Regions from separate parts of the Sus scrofa genome. Here regions 2 and 3 are each linked to region 1. The links are chromatin contacts, called in public Hi-C and HiChIP or PLAC-seq maps. All regions are on one chromosome and are shown on one strand. The core of a region is the stretch at or near the end of the contact, and the rest is flanking DNA. Distances in the headings are between cores, read along the strand shown. Region 1 holds the start of TMEM18 (transmembrane protein 18). Region 2 holds the start of FAM110C (protein FAM110C). Region 3 holds the start of ACP1 (low molecular weight phosphotyrosine protein phosphatase).

The links. A called contact is a pair of places that touch in the nucleus more often than the background predicts. HiChIP or PLAC-seq counts read pairs in DNA pulled down with a chosen protein or histone mark.
Region 2: a contact with region 1 is called in a Hi-C map of liver, with 7 times the contacts expected there. The contact joins the promoter of FAM110C here to the promoter of TMEM18 in region 1. A contact is called at or near these places in 1 of 5 promoter capture datasets (liver) and 2 of 47 Hi-C or Micro-C datasets (epiblast stem cells and liver).
Region 3: an H3K27ac HiChIP or PLAC-seq map of alveolar macrophages shows a contact between it and region 1. The contact joins the promoter of ACP1 here to the promoter of TMEM18 in region 1. A contact is called at or near these places in 2 of 5 promoter capture datasets (fetal liver and liver), 5 of 47 Hi-C or Micro-C datasets (liver, omental adipose tissue, retroperitoneal adipose tissue and 1 more) and 2 of 2 datasets of contacts at active chromatin or transcription factors (alveolar macrophages and skeletal muscle).

Annotation. Positions count from the first base shown.
Region 1 is chr3:132,421,962-132,426,552 of Sscrofa11.1, forward strand. It overlaps TMEM18 (transmembrane protein 18), which reads left to right and starts at 2,147. Exons shown (of 5, transcript XM_003125401.5): 1 at 2,147-4,570. The coding sequence starts at 4,514.
Region 2 is chr3:132,808,227-132,812,817 of Sscrofa11.1, forward strand. It overlaps FAM110C (protein FAM110C), which reads left to right and starts at 1,812. Exons shown (of 2, transcript XR_002342890.1): 1 at 1,812-2,270. LOC110260067 (a long non-coding RNA gene) reads right to left here and starts at 2,251. Exons shown (of 3, transcript XR_002342891.1): 1 at 2,136-2,251.
Region 3 is chr3:132,682,146-132,686,736 of Sscrofa11.1, forward strand. It overlaps ACP1 (low molecular weight phosphotyrosine protein phosphatase), which reads right to left and starts at 2,648. Exons shown (of 5, transcript XM_021087954.1): 1 at 2,469-2,648. The coding sequence starts at 2,511. It overlaps SH3YL1 (SH3 and SYLF domain containing 1), which reads left to right and starts at 3,350. Exons shown (of 11, transcript NM_001244340.1): 1 at 3,350-3,392. The coding sequence starts at 3,392.

The sequences.
Region 1 (4,591 bases), core at 897-3,396:
TAATTTTTTTGTCTTTTCACCTTTTCTAGGGCCGCACCCACGGCATATGGAGGTTCCCAGGCTAGGGGTCTAATTGGAGCCGTAGCTGCCGGCCTACACAACAGCCACAGCAACTCGGGATCCGAGCCACGTCTGCAACCTACACCACAGCTCACGGCAACGCCGGATCCTTAACCCACTGAGCCAGGCCAGGGATCAAACCCCATCGTCATGGAGACTACGTTGGGTTCCTAACCCACTGAGCCACGACAGCAACTCCAAGATGCGCTTTTTCTAGTTAGAGGAGAACCATTTGAGAGGAGGCTGGTGGGGCTGCACCTGCAGGGAGAGCCAGGAGGTACCAGGCTCTGGAGGTGGCCGCGTCCAACCCGGGCCCTGACTCCCTCCTGGCTGTCTCTCTGGCAGTGTACCCTGCTCCCCCGAGTCTGTTTCCTCACCACAAACACCCATCCCACAGAGTGTGTAGGGGTTTCTGCTTCTGCAATGGTCAGCTCTGTCCTCATCACGTCAGAGAGGAAGGCCGTGGCCTGCGAGGCTGGACTGAAGCCAGTTGAGAGAAGGTCCCAGAAGGAAGAATCTTGAGATGATGCAGGGGTCAGGAGCTTTGGGCAGGAAGGAGCTCTCTGCAGCAGGCCCTCCTGTCTGGCCACCACCCTGAAGCCAGGCGCCCCCAGGCCCTGCTCAGCTCTGGCCTTAGGACACCCGGCAAGTCTCCGGGTCACACGGCGCCTTTTGCTGAACGATCGGTTCTCTTCTAGATGAGAGAAGCACGAATGCAGAGTAAGTGAGGCACAGAGGACCGGACCTTTCCCACAGCTCCCCTTGGGCAGAGTCTCGAAAGGCGAACAAGCTGTGGGACAGGACAGCATCTCAGGAAGCTCAGGAGAGGGAACAAGCCGGCCGCCCGTGGGGGACGCTGCCCTCCTGGCTCCACGATTAACGGACGTCACCTCCCGTCGCCCTTGAAAACTTCCACGGCAGAATCTTCCTGGTTGGTTTGGGGACCCTGAGCCCGCCTCCTCCCCAGAGTGTCGGCTTCTGACCAGAGCAACTGCCTCCGTTTCTACCAACACTTGTCTCCTGAGCACGGTTTTCGAGGGCCGAGGCCGGCAGCACAGGGGTTAGGTCCTGGGCAGGGGGCCCTGTCACTTCCTCCCTGAGATGGGGCCCCTCAGCCCTACAGCCCACTGCCCACCGAGGTCTCCTGTCTCCCACCCGCCGCGGTCAGAAGCCGGGCACACTCCCCGAGCAGCAGCCCTGGTTCCGGCAGCGCCCGTTACCCCGCAGCTGTGGGTCGGTGTGCCCTAACCCTGGGGTCTTTGCAGACGTGATCAGGTTAGGACGAGTCTCTACTGGAGGACGGTGGGCCCTGACCTGGGTGCCCTGATGGGAGAGAAGACGAGGGCACAGGTGACAACAGAATGGGCAGCTGCAAGGGGCAGGAGGGACCCTGCCCTCCTCTTTCAGAGTGGTTTTGCTCTCTGCTGTGTGGCCCCCAGCCTGGTGTGGTCAGTCCGCCCAGGACACAAGGCGGTGCTGGCTGCGAGGCAGGTTAGGTTCCAGGAAGCCGCCCTGAGACTCCCCCACCCCCACTTGGTCTGGAGGTGCCCGCATTGGGAGGTGCCACTCCCTGCTGCTGGTCAGTCTGTGGCTGCCAGGCCTCACTCCTTGGCCCTTCCCACACCACCTGCTGGGCCGGAAACCCCCCTTACCAGCTGGAGCTGCCTTGCAAAGGGCAAAGCAAATGTCTTCGTCCTCATTGGGCGTCTGCTCTGATGGCGTCCGCCCCAGCCTCTGCCTTAGTGGGACCCACGTCAGTGCCACCTGTGGAGGCCAAAACCCACCTGACTGAGCCCAGGTCAGCAAACCACCACGGTGGAAGCACCTCCCTGACCCACAAAGAAGCCCTCTGCCTGGAGGACCCTGAAGCCACAATCGAGACACACGACTTAAACCCTAAAACTTCATTTAAAAAATGTATGTGTCCAGGCAATGCACAAAATGTCGTGTTTGAGAAAAATTAGTAAGTATACCTGTCTCCTGTGCCCAAGATAGAAAACAAATCATAAGAGTGTACCGAGGTCAGGAGACACTAAGAGAGTACTGAAACTATAGAGTGAAGACGAGATACTAATTTGTTGACTTTACAAAACTTTTATTATCCGTAATTATGGACTTACAAGTACATTTTCTTAATGTCATTTATTTCTTTTTTTGGCTGCTCTCTGCCCCGGCCCCAGAGCTCACAAGCCAGGGATCAGCTCTGATCCATAGTTGTGACCTAAGCCACAGCTGCAACAGCGCTGGATCCCCAACCCACTGTGCTGGGCCAGGGATCGAACCTGTGTCCCAGTGCTCCAGAGATGCTGCCGCCAATCCCTGCACCGCAGTGGCAACGCCACAAGCACATTTTTAAATCACTGTACTTTTTAAAAGGCAATCTATGGGGGGAAAGAATCAAAAATAACAGATATGGCTACTCCATTATGCTCAGAAAAAAGTATTTCTCTAACTAAGGTGATGTAAACTAAAAACTCGATTCAGGAACGATGACTATACGAAAACCATTTGCTGTAAACAGCTTCACCTAATTCAGGTTTTGAAAGCTGGCTGTGTCTGTGGTGTGAAGCCCGCTTGTGGGAGAGCAAGGTCCCGCCCGACAGAGCCCGCTTGTCCGGGGAGCCGTGGCCCAGGGGTACGGGTGAAGGGCGCTGGAGAGACCTCCGCCACGGAAGCCAGACCGGTGGACCTGCAGACTCACTGGTGTGGAGCCTCAGGAAAACTCCCCTGCAGCAAGGAAAAGAAACCCTGGTGCGGCTCTCACGCATGCGGGTTCAGTTCTGGCTTGATCCTGCCATTCAGGGAGGCTCACCTTCTCCCTCCCTCCCGCCACGTTGCAGGTGCCAAGTACCCTCAAACTGTCAAGGGGCTGCAGTCCTTTCCCGCAACCTTCCTCCAGCTCCACCCAGAGACCAGGGGCTCGCTTGGAGCTCCCGTCAGTCTGCATGGGAGACATGCCATGTGCTGATTCCATTTCAAAGCGTTTTTAATTGACAGAGGATTCAGGACTCCCCAATTAGTGTGACAATTAGGAATAGGAACCTCATTTAAGACGGAGGCTGGAGGAGTTCCTGCCCTGGCTCAGGGGCTAACCAACTGATTAGTATCCATGAGGACTCGGGTTCAAACCCTGGCACCGCTCAGTGGGTTAAAGATCCGGCATTGCCGAGTCATGAGCGTGGTGTAGGTCACAGAGGCGGCTGGGGTCCCACGTTGCTGTGGCTGTGGTGTAGGCCCGCTAGCCTGGGAATTGCCATGCGCAGCAGGCACTGCCCTAAAAAGGGAAAAAAGATGGAGGCTGGAGGCGGAAGCTGGAGCCCTCAGGGAAGTACCTCTCAGCCCCTCCGCAGACCAGCCAGGGAGGGAAGATTCCGCGGTGGCAACAGCTCAGCCAAGGGGAGACCACTGCTGCTCAGCCAATGAGAAGCCACCGTCATCCAGCCAATTGGAACCCTCCCCACCACTCTCGCTTTCCTCCCATGGACCTTCTTGGAAGCAGCCCTTCTCACTTCCTCTGTTTGCCCCACGTGGTTATACTCTCGTCAAACTGTACGTCCCAAATTGCCATTCCTTTCTACTCCTGAATAAAGCCCTTTTGCTGGTAAAATAACTATGTTTAAGGTACGGTGAGCTAGAGGCAACCAGCACCCACTTAGAAGCCAGAACACTGTCCGCGCGGTCCGACTCCATCCTCCAGCCTGCGGGTCACTGGTCCCAGTGTTCCCGAGGATCCAGCTCACTGCCTCCTTGGGTTCCTAAGGGTGCAGGCCTGTCCGGCCTCTGCTCTCCGGAGTCCAGGCCACTGCGCCCCGTGTCCCCCAGTCTCCGAAGCGATGCCCCGCCCCACAGTCGTAGGAGCGGCCAGCGAAGGGAGGAGCGGGAGGAGGCAGGGGTGCCCACTAGCCCCAGTCCTACGTGTTATCTGTGGAAAGGCGAACTGGAGGCGCCCTCGCCCCCCGCCAGGCGGCAAGACAACCCTGGAGCCTGCTTTTTTGCTTTCTAGAGCCGCACCCGAGGCACATGGCGGTCCCCAGGCTGGGGGTCGAAGGGTCCAACCGGAGCTACAGCCGCCGGCCTACACCACAGCCACGCCAGACCCCAGCGTATCTGCGACCTACACCACAGCTCACAGCAAGGCCAGAGCCTTCACCCAGGTTTCGCAACCTCACGTTCTCCCGTCGTATTCGTTTTCACTGTGCCAAGATGGGAAATGCCCGGAGCCTACTTTTTTCAGTTTTTCTAACGCCACGAAATGCCGCGAGATTTCGAGCAGGCACCAAGCACTAGAGATATCGCGAGACAGCAGCGTGCCACCGCCCCCCCGCTTCCGGATACAGCAGACCTCGCGACAAGTGGAGCTGTCGCGAGAGGATGCCAGCGGTCTTCCTCGTCCTATCCGGGCGGGGCGGGGAAGACGAAAAGCTCTTGGTGAGGCTGGGCCTTTCTGGGGACGATGCCGTCCGCATTCTCAGTGAGCTCGTTCCCCGTCAGCATCCCCGCCGTGATCATGGTAACTCGCTGCCCGCTTTGC
Region 2 (4,591 bases), core at 562-3,061, 390 kb after region 1:
TTTCTAATCTTAGAGGAAAAGCTTTCAGTCTCTCAGTCACTGAGTACAATGTTCACTAGGGTTTTTCACATATGACATTTATTATGCTGAAATAGTTTCCTTGTATTCCTAGTTTATTGAGTGTTTTTATCATGAAACGGTGTTGAATTTTGTCGTGTTTTTTCTGCACTGAATGAGATGACCGTATGTTCTTTTTCCCCCTCCATTCTGTTGATGTGACATATCACACTGATTGATTTTCATGTGATGAACCACCCTTGCATTCCAGGAATAATCCCACTTGGTTATGGTGTATAATCCTTTCAGTATGCTGCTGGATCATGCTTGCTGGTGTTTTGTTAATCATTTTTGCGTTGATATTCCTAAGGGATATTGACCTGTAGATTTCTTCTCTGGAGTCTCTGTTTGACTTTGTTGTCAGAGTAATGAAGGCCTTATAGAATGAGTTAGAAAGGGTTCCTTCTCCTTCAGTTTTTGAGAAAAGTTTAAGAAGGACTGGCATTAATTCTTTAAAAGTTCCGTGAGTGAAGACTCCGGTCCGGAGCTCTTCTTGGACAGTAGAGATTTGATTGCTGATTCAATATCCTTACTGTTATAGGTCTATTTGGATTTTCTATTTCTTATGATTTTAGTCTGGTAAGTTTTATGTTTCCAGAAATTTATTCAAAACTGCCACTACATTTGTCTTATTTTTTAAAAAATTTCACATACATCATGGTCATGTCCCACTCTGTAAAATATCTTGTGGAAGCATGCCTGTACGTGATTACACAATACTCAGTCCCAGGAGCATGTCATACATTATCTAACCTTCTTTCTATTGTTGAATGTAGGTTGATTTTAACTGTCTGCAGGAATATCCACATACTGTGCACACAGCTCTTGGTTCCTTAGCATAAGCTCCTAGGAGTAGTTTCTGGATCACTGGGTCTGTAAGCGATATTTCCTGCTCTGACCAAGTCTTTTGAGATAATGCCAGGGTGGAAATTAGGCTCAAATTCTAAGCTAGCAGTTGAGCAATATGAACAATTTATTTATGATATTTCTTGTATCCTATTACTCCAGTTCTATTTATCCAGTTAATTATCTTCTTAATAGATAGAAAATTCTGGATAGAAATATAATTAGCTTTAATAGCAATAAATCTTAAATACAACTTTATAGCAGTTTTATTTTACCCTTGTCTTCAATAGTCACATGCGAATTCACTAACCTTATTTAAAACATGACAACTGACTAATCATAACCATGATCATCCAACCATAAATTTATTTACTGAAAATGTGATCTTACCAGATATGGTGCTAAGCCCCTTATATGTGTTATCTCATCAACAAATGCCCGAGCAGGTGGTGTAATAAGCTGTAGTTTATAGATGAGCAACCAGAGGCATTGAGAAGTCCAACCTGACAGCCTCTTTAAAAGCCACAACAGAGACCTAAGCCTAGGTCTTTCTTTAACAATCATTTAGTGCTCACTACAAAGCAATAGATTTTCTAAACTACAAAAATGAGGAAGTTTACAACTGACAAAGTCTTGAGAGGTTTGTTATATGTGCAATGGAACATAGCTAATAAATGGTGGATCCAGGCTCAGGCAAATACCAGATGTCCTCTGTTTGGGAGTTGCCTTTCTCTGGACGCTAAAGTGCAAATTAGGAAAAGGAGCCACTTAGGGCTAAGCAATTAAAAAAGTTTTTTTTTTTTTTTTTTTTTTTTTTTTTCCTCTCTCAGATTGACAATAGACCAGGCTGCCTGAGCAGAGAAAACTCTGGACTTTGGCCCTTCCACCAATAGTGTCCTATTATGGGAAGCTGGTGCAGGCGCTCTCTCACAGCTCTGGCTTGTTCTCTCCCTCCCGCTTCTCTCCCCACCTCCCTCCCCCACCTCCTGCTTTCTCTCTCTCCTCTCCCCAGCACTCTCTCCCCCTCCCTCTCCACCCACCCCCGCTTTCCCCTCCTCCCCTTCTGCTCAGAATGTCTCCCCCCCCCTTGCTCTCTCTTCTCCCTGCTCTCGCTCCCCCCCCCACCGCCCGCTCAGCGTCCCCCTCCTGCCCGCGCTCTCTCCCTCTCCCTCCTCCTCCCCAGGACCACGGTCGTCTTTTCCGATCAGTGGGGCCTCTTCCGGTGACACTACCTGGGTCGGCTGGTTCTCAGGAGGCCTGGTTTCTTCTGTTCTGTCACTGACTATGGGATTTTGCTTCACGGAAATTCAAGGTCTCAGAACCCATTTGCAACCTGCTGCGGTTCTCGGATCCTGGGTCGCTAGATGGTAAGCATTCGCCAAACCTGGTTGAAAACATTCAGCTGCTGCCCCTGCTAACCCCTAAACAGGCCCCTCCTGGTGCCCATTGGCGTTTCTGGAAACAAAACAGACCTTGATGTAAGGGAGCCACTGCCCGCAGCCCACAGGGTAGCTGGGGAGCCCCGCACCAGGCACACTCAACCGCAGCTTTGAGAGGTCAGCATTATCTTGAGTCGGCCTTAACATGAGATAACGTGGACATTTCACTCGTCTGGCAGATATTTTTAGACCTTTGTCCAACTTTCGAAAAAATGGAATTTTGGAAATGTTTTCTTTTAAACCTTTAACATTCCTAGGCTGATCCACTGCCCTAGTGAACCCGTGGTTTCCCCGCTGCGTTGATTACGGTAAAAACGGCAATCATTCTGGGAAATCTGTTCAGGTTTTTCCAAATCCAGGGAGCCTCGCCTCCGCTTCCTGCGAGTCCCGGCACCAGGTGCTCGGGTCTTGTCAGGCCCACAGCCGGCCTCCTGCCTGAGCTACGACGTGACCCAGGTCCCTACCAGATTCCTGGGTTCTTTCTACCTAACAAACAGACTGCGTTCTCTTTCGGTATAAGCAGTGCCCAGGTGATAATTTAGGGAATTAAAAAAGTCAAGTTTCCAAACAGTTGAGGTCACTTTAAGAATTCAAAGGATTTGAGACACCTGCGGGGGGGGGGGCGAATCCCGTTCGCTCTGCCCTCCCCCAAGTCCGGAAATGCCAGCTTAAAACGACAACCCGAGGCACTCCCAGGCTGGGAGGAGGCGGCTGATACCTGGATCTGAACCAGCTCAGTCCCTCCCGGACCCTTTGCCCCCCGGCGCCCTGGAGCCCTCACAGCTTCGGCGCGTGGGGCTCAGCGCGCAGCCCTCCAGCCTATTGGCTGCTAGGACTGCGTGTGGGTGGGAGCCGGGTCTGGGGCACGGGGCGGGGGCGTGGACCCGGGTCCAGGCCGGAGGTGGGGGCCGGGGCCTGGGCCGGGGCCGGAGGGGCGGGGCCGGACGGGCGGGTACTCCAGCGATTAGCCAATCCGTGAGGACTCCGGTTCGCCCTGACTCCAGACCAGCCGGCGGGAACTGGGGCGCCGCTCTACTCCGCCCGAGTTCGGAATTGGTAAAAGGACGGGCGGGAGCCGCAGCGGAAGCGCGTTTCCGCGGTGCGCTGAGGCTTGCGGATCCCCGAGGATGCGCGCCCTGCCAACCCTGGACGCGCCCCCAAACGAGCGGCTCCTGTTCCGGGACCTCGAGGCCCCCAGGGCCCGGGACGCGGCGGAGCCGGCGCGCAGGAGTGCCGTGGAGAGGCTGGCAGCCGACCGTGCCAAGTACGTGCGGGGTGCGCCGGGGGCGGGCCCAGGCCCGGTTGGCGAGGGCAACAGCCCCGAGGCGGTCGAAGGACAGACGGGCGACCCTCGGCCCCCGGCCCGAGTCTCCGGGCCCGTGGCGCGCAGGGCCATAGCGCGGAAGCCCCTGAGGCCAGACTCGCTGGTCATCTACCGGCAGAAATGCGAGTTCGTCCGAGGGCCGGGAGCCGACGGCCCTAAGGGGAGCCTGGTGAAGAAGCTCTTCCAGGGACCGGTCAAGGACAAGACGGCCCCCGGCGTGCCCCACGTGGGAGAGGAGGGCAGGGCCGAGGAGGCTGCCCGGACTGAGCCCGGCCGCGTAGTGGCTCCCGCAGTCCCAGGGCCCCCGACGCTCCCGGAGCCCGCCCCGCCTGTCGAGGCGGCCCCCAGGGTCCCGGCTGCGCCCCGGGACCCAGAGCTCGAGGGGCCTCGCCCCGGGACCCTGCGAGGAGCGAGGCGCCGGGGACTGCAGCGCTCGCAGTCCGACCTCAGCTCCCGCTACTCCGCATCCTTGGCCGAGTTCGACACCTTCTTCCAGTACTGCGGCTTGGAGCCCGAGGTGGTGGAGGCGCTGGGGAGGGAGAACTTCTCCGCGGCGTCGGATCGCGTCGCCCTCAAGGTCCGCAGCGTGAGCGTCGCCACCTCCGATAGCGGCTTCTCCCGGCACAGCGGCGGCGACGAGGGGCTGCAGGAGGACGAGCTGACGGAGCAGGGGTCCGGCACCACCTCCGTGGTGGAGAGGAACGCTCGTATCATCAAGTGGCTGTACACCTGTAAGAAGGCCAGAGAGGCCCCGGGCCAGGGGCTGCAGGGCCCGGCGTGACCCCTGCGCCTCGGTGACACCTGGCCCCAGGTGCGCTTCCAGGAAGGCCGGGAGGGGTGTCTGTGAGGGCTCGGTGAGTGTGGCCGAGCTGGGAGGGCCTTGTCCTCTAAAGCACAACAGACCCTAGAGAGAGAGACGCAGAGG
Region 3 (4,591 bases), core at 1,398-3,897, 260 kb after region 1:
GTCTAATCTCAATTACTGAACACTGCTCTCTAATCATCCCACCTCTGCTCAAAATCCTCCAAAGCCTCACCAGACCTATCCCCCACAGGACCTAAATGTGGGTCCAAAAAACTAGGGCTCAGGACCCACCACTTTATACAGATCTTGATGCTAAAAATCAATTTCACATTTTTAAACAGTTGGAAAATCTCAAAAGCAAAGCATCTTGAGACATGGGACTATCACAGGGAATTCAAATCCCGGTGTCCACAAGTAAATGCTTACAGCCGAGCACAAGAGTCTACAACTGGCTAGGCTGCTTTGGCACCACGCCTTTGGCAGGACCTGTTCTCTGGCTCTTTGCATAAAAAGCTTGCAGATTCCTGCCCCAGAAAGCTCACTGCATGTGAGCAAGTCACTTCTGCCCTATGCGCCAAGAATGGTACTAGTTATGAATCCACCGGACACTGAGAAAGCAGTTGCGCACATTATCTCTGAGTCCCGAGCTACAGACGAGGGTCTGGAGAGACAGTACTAGGTCACCCAGGCCCACTTCTGTAGCTTCCCTGTCTTTCTTGAACACGGCCAGCCCCCTCATTTCAAAATCTTTCAGGCACTTTCCTCTGGATCCAAGAAGCTTTTCTGAAATAACTCATGCTTACTTCCTCTCCTCTTTCAAGTCTTTGCTCAAGTGTCACCCTCCTGATAAGTCTCTCCCTGAACACCTTTCTTAAAACTGCACCCCACTCCCACCGCCTTTCCTGCCTTCCTGTCCTTACACCAACTGACTGTGTAACCAAGTACTTGACTGTTGATGACAGAATGTGAGCTCCGGAGGTGCAGGGATTTTTGTGTTTTGCTCACTTTCTGAAGCCCTCAGAACAGTGCCTGGCACCATGGCAGTTGCTAAAAAAAATAAAAAGTTAAAGTACTGAAAATAAATATATACATAAATACATGCAAGCAGACATCTCCCATTAAGAGCCACCGTGGCGCATTATGTCAACCTAAGCAACAATACTAAGTGAAACAAACAAGGCCTTGGAACTCCATGAGATGCCCAACCTGAACTGAACTGCCCTTTAATAAATGTGTTCACACCATCCCTCAGCCTTCAGTGGAGGGCTTAAAAAATGAATGATGCCTACTGTCAAAACTTACTTTTCCCCTCCTAGAAATTTAATGCTGCAAATAGCTAGTGAGCATCTTATTTTGTCCTACAGCTGGAAATACAAAGAAAAATAAGCCACAGTTATTGCCATCAAGAGGGCTACATCTAGCTATAATCTGAGGAGGCTAACAAGTAATCATAATAAAACCTGAGTGAGGAAAGGTTATCTATAAAAAGGGTCGCAGGAACAACTCAGCTCCACTTAGAGGATCTGGGAAAAGGAAAGAAGGGAATACTTGGGTCTGACCTTTTGGAAAGGCTTTTGGGTATTATGCAAAATGGACTTCCACGAGGGAAGGCCCATGCAGAGCATGTGAAGTGCTAGAAACGAGCAAGCCTGAGGGTGTGGGTGAAAGAGGATAGTGGGGAGACCAGGCAGACTTCTTTGGTCTTCCTGAAGGGGCACCTAAAAAGGAGTGGAAGCGCTATTCTGCAGGAAACACACATATGGGAAGATTCAAAGTCACTGGACTACTGACCATTCAGGCCTTCCTCTCTGAGGAATGAAGGAGACAGATGAACGCACCAAGGAATAGAACCCTGTGGTCTGCATCAAAGGAATACTCTGGAAAGCTTAAGGGAAAGTGCACTTCATTTTGAGTAAGGGAGGCTAACTGCTGAAATCCTAAAAATCAAAATAATTCTGAGCTGGAAGTTACCTGAAGAATTAAAACATTTTAAAAATTCTTTATTTTCATGTATAGGAACCCCGGTACACGGGCTGTCATGGCGACCTGGGGAATCCGGCTGCCTGATCTAGCTGTTATAACCAAATCCTAAACCCTCCCATTCCATCCGCCTTCAGGTCAGATCCACTTGTGGGCAGTGGCCAAACAAGCCAACAAGCCAGTGTTGTCAGGGGTTTCCGGGAATCAGGAGGCCCTTAAGAGACAAATCAATCCAGCGGCGTTGGGTCTATGGGATGAAGATGAAAAAGGGATGCTAGGCCGGTGCAATGCCTGGAGTGCAGGTACTCCGCGCGGGAGGGGCCTCGGTCTTGGGGAAAGAGCTGTGCAGAAGTGAGAGGCCCAGGCCTGCACCGAGGACCGGGCAGGGGACAGGGGATCCGACGTGGAGACAGGACTGAACAGGGGAGAGGGGACGCCCTTGGAGAGAGAACCCGGCACGTTAAGGAGACCCCGCCTGCAGAGCGGCCAGGGCAGCTGCGCGACGTGGAGAGAGCGCGGCGCCCCATCCGACCCTCAGGTCTCCCCTCTCTGGCCTCCTCCCCTTCACCGTCCCTGCCCAGCGGCGCAGCCCAGAGCTCACGGAGCCCACCCCAGCCCTCCAGATTGGGGTTAGATCAGCGGCGTCTCACCCAGACACACGAACAGCACCGACTTAGTCACCTGCTCGGCCATCTTCCCGCGCGCAAAGAGGCGCCCAGTAACCGCGTCGAACTGCTTCCGGCGCGGCGCAGGCGCACTGCCAGCAACCCGCGCCACGCGCCTGCGCAGTCCGACCCCGCTCCGCCTAAAGAGAGCGTGCGGTCTCGCGCCTGCGCATTCTGGCCCGAGCGCCGAGAGAGGGAGGAGGAGCCGAGAGCCACCTGCGGGGGGTGGGGGGACTAGGGGCGGGGAGGGGGCGGGGCTGAGGGCCACCTGGAGGGGGAGGGGCTCAGTGGGGACGAATTCAGGTCACAGGGCTCGGTGACGTGACCACCCGAGGGCGGGGGAGGGCGTAGCCCCGAGCTCCACCCCAGAGATTAGGGGCCACAAACTGAAGCCTGAGAGGCGGGGCCTCATCGGTCCCCAAGGGTCCTCGGAGAGTCAGGGGTCAGTCCTGGGGTTCAGTTGAGCGTCCCTCACCCGGGCCGCGCGGCCGAACGTGCGGCCTGCTGTCAGGGGTGGGCGGGTTACCAAGGGCGCCTCCCGGGGCCCCTGGACCCTCGACCCCTAGTCCCCCGGTCAGAACCGCCGCTCACAGTTCTCTCTGCGACAGGGCGGCCACCGGGCTGCCCAGTCGTCAAAGATGGGCTGCTTCAGGAGCAGCCCTGGGACCCAGGAAGGGGAGCGCACACCCTCCCTAGCTGCTGTTTTTGTCCTGCGAATACGTATAAAGTAGGTGCTTTGCCCTGGACCAAAGCGGGTGTTTACCTGCTCCCTCACCTGTCTCAGGTGCGCACCTCGCTAGACTGGTCCCTGCCCTGGGAGGCGGAGCCGAGCAGGGAGCGCCCTTCCTCTTCCTGGGTAGGTGTCCGCAGCTCGAGGGGCGCCGGAGCGGAGGAGGCTCGGGGTCACAAGTGAGTACAGGTGTCGGTGACGCCACTGAACCTCACCTGGAATCGGGACCACCCCTCTTATCCTGCTTTTAAAAAGTTTTGCTGGGGAGGGCAAATCTTCGGTGAAAGAGGGAGAAATGATGTCTTTGGGATTTTTTGCTGTTGCACATCTATTAATACTTAAATATCCCACAAGATGTCAGAAGTTAAGAGCTCCCTGGACTCTCCACAAAGGTGGCTGATTCAAGTGTAGCCCCAGGCGATTCAATTTACAGAAAACTTCTAAGGTTTTAATTTTAATCATCATAACTCATTTTTTGTTATTTGCGAATATGTAATATTTGAAAAGCCAAGTATTAGTTACTATCTTTTTCATTCCCATCTGTTTCAGTAGAGGTTCTGGTCCTTTTTTAGACAATTTGGGTTTAGATGCTTCTGACTGTGGGGCAGGAGTCATGGTCCCCCTGAGGTGAAGGGCCCAGGCCCTCTGCAGCTCACCTGGCCCTGCCTGTGATCAGCCATGGTTTCAGAAAACCTCTCGGGGCAGAGTGGCTGCTTCCCTGGGGCTGGGAGCACTGGACCACGTTGCTGAGGTGGTTTTCCCTTGCTTAAAAAAATGGGAAACTGCTCTGAATTGGTAGATGACCACAAGGTAATGAGATTTACCCTGCCAGCTGGAAATGTGTCATTCTCACTTCATTTCAACAAATAATTCAGTGTTACCCCTGCTGCTGCTGCTGAGGCTGAGTTGGAGACAGTGACACAGACAGGGGGCCCCTGCCCGACAGGGAGTAGGAAAGATGGTCCTGGAAGGTTCTACCAAAGGGGAGAAGTTTTCAGATTTTCTTCTGTATACAGAACACGAGTGTCCTGCTTTCTTGTCCTCATCAGAGTTTTTATTGAGTTGTGGAAGATGCTTGAATTAATAACGGGTTAGTTGGGAAATCTGCACACACCCACCTCAGCAAAATAACAGGTTTCCGTAGTACTGTTGAGTCCTTTGTGTGACCTGCTATTGGAAGATCTGTGCAGTGACCAGCTGGAGGTTAAAATAAGTTATAACTTCATCCTGTTTATCATGCTTAAATTAAAGAGGCATGGTGATATGGTTTACGAATGTTCTGCTGAAACAAAATGAGTTACTGCTACCTCTCATTTTTGTAAAATTAAAACAATTATTTAAAAGAAAGAAATCTTTGCTCATCCAGAGTGATTTGATG